Regions from separate parts of the Zea mays genome. Here region 2 is linked to region 1. The links are chromatin contacts, called in public Hi-C maps. All regions are on one chromosome and are shown on one strand. Each heading gives the region's core, a stretch centred on a gene start, on an enhancer-like site or on the middle of the called end of the contact. The rest is flanking DNA. Distances are from core to core; before and after follow the strand shown. Region 1 holds the start of LOC103649905 (deoxynucleoside triphosphate triphosphohydrolase SAMHD1 homolog). Region 2 overlaps LOC100304403.

Region 1 (2,972 bases), core at 327-2,826:
TTCGAATAGTTGATAGAAATGATTTATTCTTAACGGTAATGCATAAAGTTGATAGAGAGGAGTTGAGGACCTCATAGAATTGTGGGATGGCGGTACCGCAAGCACGAGGAATGGAATATACTTTCCCAAAATTCCGCAAGGTGGTTCTGTTTCCCATGGCCCCACTGTGGCACTGGCAGCTATAGACGTCCAGGTGGTTCCACTTAGCGTTCGAGCCACATGGCATTCAGATACACAACAAGAATGAGATGCAGCTGGATATCGAGCTAGCTCGGCTCGTCCGAATTCGAGCTGGCTCATTAAGCTAACGAGCTGGCTCGACTCGTTAAGCTAACGAGGCGTGAGACAGAGTAGAAAAAAACAATATGTACACAATAATCAATTTCTAACTAGTTTCAAACTAATTTAAGAATAGAAAATAATAATTATACTCATAATTTTACAGACCACATCAATGTAACACCAAATTAACACAACTCATCGCCACTCATCAATTCACTATTCACACACATGTTCGTTGGTTTAACCTACAATTATAATCGCATAGATCAATTTAACACATAGACACAATTTATTGATCATTAATTTAACTCATAAACAACAAACACTACATATACATATAACATGTTCATCAATTTATACCTAAACGACATGTATATAGTTTCGTTTTACTGAAATGTGATAGTTTGTTTAGCTCGCGAGCTGGCTCATTAACAAATCGAACTGACTCGTTAACGAACAGAACTAGAATATTAGCTCAGCTCGCATAAATATTTAAACGAGTCGAGTCGAGCTATATTGAGCTGACCATGAATCAAGCCGAGCTATATTGAGCTGACCATGAATCAAGCGAGCTGACGAACCACGATTATTTTACCGGTACGTTCCAGGGTAGCACGCAACCCAAAAGGGCAAGGCGAAGGCCCAAGGGCCCGATGCTCGATCGCCCGACCCTACCACGTTGTGGCAGTGCCGCCTAATAAAAATGTGGGATTAAGGACCTTGTTTTGTAGCTTAATTTTATCATGTCAAAAGTTTAGGAGGTGTTTAGGAGTAAAATATTTTTGAAGTTTAGAGGAAACCATAGTATTGAACAATACCATAGTATTTTTACCAAAAATTGTTTGGCTACATTGTAAAAAACCTTGTTTTAAATACCATGATTTTATAGATATCATGGTATTTTTAGATTATTTAAAACTTCACTCCATCACAAAGTTTTTGCCTACGACTAGCATTGCACGTATATACTAAATATCATAGTTCAAAATATTTTGTCTCTAAACACGTATTGTTAAGAGTGATGTAAAAAAATTATGACATTTAAAAAGTAGTATTTCAAAATAATAGTTTTGAAATACTTTGGTTCCAAAGACGGCACTGTTTTGATTGATTCTAGAGAATTTATAATGACTTTTAAATTAAAAAATGGTGCAACAAAATGGAAAGTAAATCTTCCGTTAAATAAAAAGGTAACGTAACCCTCAAAATCCCCTCTCCGGGATTCTTTTCTTGTCTGCCTCGCACCCATTTTCTTTTCTTGGCCTCCCCGCTTCGCCTGTTTCAGCTTCCCACGCGGCGCGGCCACCCCACGTTCCCACCCATCCCCCCTCCGAAAAGCACAACGCCACAACCCGCTCACTCGCAAAGTCGCAACGCGCCCCACGAGGCCACGACGCACGAGCGCGCGCTCCGGGCGTTCGGGAACTCGAACGCGCCGGTGGGAGAGGAGAACCGCACCGCGGCGCAGACATGGGCGAGTACTGCCCCTCCCCGCAGGGGGACTCCGCGCTGGCGGCGCCGCCCTTGACGCTCCCCTCCTCGTCCCCAGCGACGGCGGTTAGGCCAAGCTACGGGAGCTGCGACCGCAGCTACGTGAAGCAGGTCTTCGACAACCTCCACGGCAGCATCTCCGTAGACCCGGTGAGCTCCGCGCTGCATCCTTACTTCGCTGCCCCTCCTCTCATCTCTCCTCCCCTCATTGCTCGTGGATTGATTGATGATCGTTGATCGTGTCGGTCCTTCTTCGTCTGCCCCTCGGAGGTGGATGAATTGGTTGGTGATGCATGTTCAATGCTGTTTTACATCAGTTCGGTTTGCCGCTCGCGTTGCCCCCAATTCGTCTCCCTTGCTACCGCTAGTGGCGCGGTGCAGGATTATGTAATGCCCTTCCGGGTTTTCTGATATGCATCCGTATCTGTTTCATTTGATTCTACGTTTTCCGCGGCCGCAGTTTACTCTTGCGATGCTGTTGTTTGCTCGTGCGAAAGCAATAGTTCACCCTTTTTATGGTTTACTCCGCTGTCTGCTCCTTCAGTTTTTTGTGCCAAGTGCCTGGACACAGTAGATTCCATCTCTTCATGTGCTTCTAGTTGTTGCGCTGTGCTTTTTATGGTTTGGTATTTGGTCCTGTACTCCTGTTCATGTGTTGTAATGTTGCATGTTGATGTTGGTGTGGCGTATGGACTCCTTGAATGGTTAGCTATGCATGTGGCGTTTCGTTTCTCCAAATTAATAAATTCAATGGGGGTACATTTATTTATTCTAATCTAGGAGTAACTTGAGAATAATGCTAGCCTTACTTTTGAAGGGCAGACTGGTGCTGTTTCACCGAGTCAAAGGTCATGGAAATCGAAGGAGTCCACTATACCCCCATGCGAGGGAGCGCCTGACTTATTGGCCCATAAACAGTCTCCGGTGGCTAGTTTAATTTGCTTTGACTGCTACATGTGACTTGAACCTGACCTCAGATGTTATACCGCAAATGAAATTTAAAATCATTTCGGCATTTTAGTTCTCCACTTTTGGATAGGTAGGCAGTTTCATCTGTGCATTACTGGCGTTGACATTCCACTGGAGAAAGAGCGACCGTTTGGTGTACATGACAAGTCTATATTGGCCCGCCCGTTCTGATGTTGTTCATAACCATTTTACATATTATAAAGTGTTTAGGCTTGGCGTTTTACTTTACA
Region 2 (3,058 bases), core at 430-2,929, 280 kb before region 1:
CGGCATTAGGTCTGTCCTTTTTTTTATTTGATTTGAACTAAAAAAATTCCACTTTGCAACCTCAAAAATCTATTTTTTAAGGATATGAAGGAGAACCACATGTATTTGCATTAAGAAAAAACTCAGTTCGGTCTAGACCACTACGACATGAGTGCTTACAAATGCCTCAACTCGGGTAACACACAACTATCGCCTAAACTCGGTTACACGGTGAGTTAGCCAGCAAGGTAGCAATCACTCATTTCGGTGCCATGCGGGCACTTAGTCAGAAACAACTGCCTTTTATGTGCCTGTGTGTCTGTGAGGTGGACGGTTCTAGACATTTCGGTTCAAGATAGCAAATCGGACAATTTGTATACAGTTGAAAAAACTAACTGGTGCCAGAGATCAGGTTGAACAGTGGTGGTACTTGTTCTAAATTTATTAGCATGTTTGATGGCACCGCACAACATTCACCTCTTCTCTGGAACACTATCAGTAGACAAATATAAAACTATGGACTTGCTGAATTGTTGGTAGTTTGTTCTGTATGATTGAGACTTGTATGCTTTTACCATATATGTTCTTCTAAAAACCTTTTTAAGTTAGGTCACCAAAATCTATTGTCGTGTCGCTTCTTATGTCATTTTGAATGTCATGGGACTCCTGTTGATCTGATCTGCGGCATGACAATTACGTTGTATCTTGGTTAACACCGACAAATATACTATTTAAATAGATGTTTTTTTGTGGGGTGGGCGGTGGAGGCACCCAAAGTGTGCCTCATCTTATATTTATCAAATAAATTGTTCTTTTAATCATCACAGATGGTGTCTAGGAAGCTCCATCATGTGATAAAAAATGCCATTGCCTGTTGTTCCTGAACCTGCATGTTTTTAGAGAATCTGTTCTGCCAGTGTAGAGTGCGTTAGTGTACAAATGGTGACTTGGCACGTATGTGCTTCCACGATCATCCCCTTGTGTCATCCACCCTTTAAAGGCTTGTTCGGTTATTTTCAATCCATATGGATTGGAGGGGATTGATACGGATTAAGAGGGATTTTGATTTACTAGGGATTGAAACCCTCTCAATCCCCCTCAATCCATATGGATTGGGGTAGAACCGAACAAGCCCTAAAGAGATGGAATGGAAAAAAACATGGTGAGCTGATTGCTGATATTGAACTGGTGCATCATGTGCGCATTTATACCTGCCTGCTGTTTCAACACTAAACGTGAAATGTCTACCTTCAATTTCGCAGGCTCTTGAGAGAAGAGGAAGAAGAAAGAAGGGTCTTTTCTTCAAGTAGTTTCAGCTATATTACACTTGTTTCTACGCTGCTTCTAATGTATGTATGTAGCATTTTGGTTGATCGGCGTGGTGCACAAGTGTTCTGTTTCTGTAAAATACTAGACGATTGTGTTGTAAAACTAACCAAAATGCCAAGTACACATGTTAATATTTTCTGCCCCACTCAGAAGAGCTAGAGTTTTGCCATAACGAGTGCAGCTCCGCGTTTGGCTTCCAGGCACAGCTAGATATAGTTCAATAATGTAATCGGGTGAAAAAGAATTGGGCGGCCCCAGAAGATGCTCTTTGAGATTTTATCTTTGCCAGGAGTCGTCCGCCCTACACCTGGTGGGCGGTGTCTGCCTGCCTGGCTTGTGACTTCAAAATTGGCAGCGTGGAGATGATGAGGTCACGGTTCACGCCCGAGAAATAACTAGCATGGCCATGGCCATCGATCCGCTAGGTCTGCGAGTAGGTTTCATACGTGACACTGATACGCCAGAAACAGAATGGACCGGCCTTACATATGTACAAATCACATAGGTATCCACACTGTTCAGAAATCTTATCTTTTGGTGCATGATCTGCTGTTTTGTCGCAGTGTGTGTCACGATCCCTTACCATACACGTTCGGTCCAGTTCACATAGGAGCACACTACAGTGACCGTTGAGCACAACGTGAAATCATCAAATTTGATGAATAGTAAGGTTCGAACAAGTTGAAGAGACAAACCGTCTCGATCTTACAAGATAATACTCCCTCCGTCTCAAAATATAATCCGTTTTAGACTAATCACATATTCATTAAGTAACATATGAATGCAATTTTTATGTATGTCTATATTTATCATCATTTGAATAAATTTGGACGGAAAAAAGTATTCTAGAAAGAACTATATTTCAGAACGGAGTGAGTATAATTATAAGATAATATTGAGTCAAATCAAATAACGGGGCGTTTGGATCCCTTCATTTTAGAGGAATTGGAATTCACTCAATAAAGTAACTTATTTAGTTTGGAATTTGACATTCCACCACTTTCTAAATTTCAGATATAAGCCTATCTTAAATTCATGGGGTGGAGGGTGAGAAATGATTTTATGCATTACTAGAATTGGTTTCTAATCTATAATTTACATGACACTCTTCGTCTCACTTCCCTATAGTAAAAATGTAGCACATAAATATCTCCGACATCTTGCTAATAATAGTATACAAATATATTTTGCATAAAACTGAATTAGCTTAATTGATATATGTCTAAATTACTATTATTAGAATGGAATTCAATTCTAATGATCCAAACGGGCTGTAAGTTTAAATTTAATTAGACTTATAAAAAAAGCAACGATGCTTATATCTACTACTCTCCCTCCATCCTAAAATATAGTTCATTCTAGCCATCTTTTATCTATCCACATTTGAGTGAATAATAATGAATATAGATATGCATATAAACTACATTCATGATTAATTAATTAATATATGTTTAGCCTAAAACGAATTATATTTTGGATGGATGGAGCACTAAATAGGTGTTGTTGTAAGTATTCGTTACGGAAAAGTATCTTTATATAGTGTTGTTACTTGATCCAACTTAGGGTCCATTTAGATGTAGATATTGGAGATGTTAGAATTGAATTGCATCCAATACCAAATCTGTCTAATATTGAAAATGAGTTGTAATACAAATCTATTGTTTGGATGTACCTGGAATTGCAATTCCCGTCAATACAGAGGGTCTAGTCTCTAAATTATGAGAGACAACTTTTAGTCATAGTCCAATGT

What was found. A called contact is a pair of places that touch in the nucleus more often than the background predicts.
Region 2: a contact with region 1 is called in a Hi-C map of leaf, with 4 times the contacts expected there. The contact joins the enhancer-like site here to the promoter of LOC103649905 in region 1. A contact is called at or near these places in 4 of 25 Hi-C or Micro-C datasets (ear, leaf, root tip and 1 more).

Annotation. Positions count from the first base shown.
Region 1 is chr3:29,642,455-29,645,426 of Zm-B73-REFERENCE-NAM-5.0, reverse strand. It overlaps LOC103649905 (deoxynucleoside triphosphate triphosphohydrolase SAMHD1 homolog), which reads left to right and starts at 1,576. Exons shown (of 19, transcript XM_008675588.4): 1 at 1,576-1,923. The coding sequence starts at 1,753.
Region 2 is chr3:29,924,307-29,927,364 of Zm-B73-REFERENCE-NAM-5.0, reverse strand. It overlaps LOC100304403, which reads left to right. Exons shown (of 21, transcript NM_001165839.1): 21 at 1,242-1,476. The coding sequence ends at 1,289. Among protein-coding and RNA genes, the nearest start is that of LOC100304403, 35 kb to the left of the region's middle. Within about 2 kb of position 1,679, at least 11 of the 20 cell types and tissues checked have an H3K27ac peak or open chromatin away from gene starts, as enhancers often do. A contact at or near this core is called in ear and leaf, where this site is marked.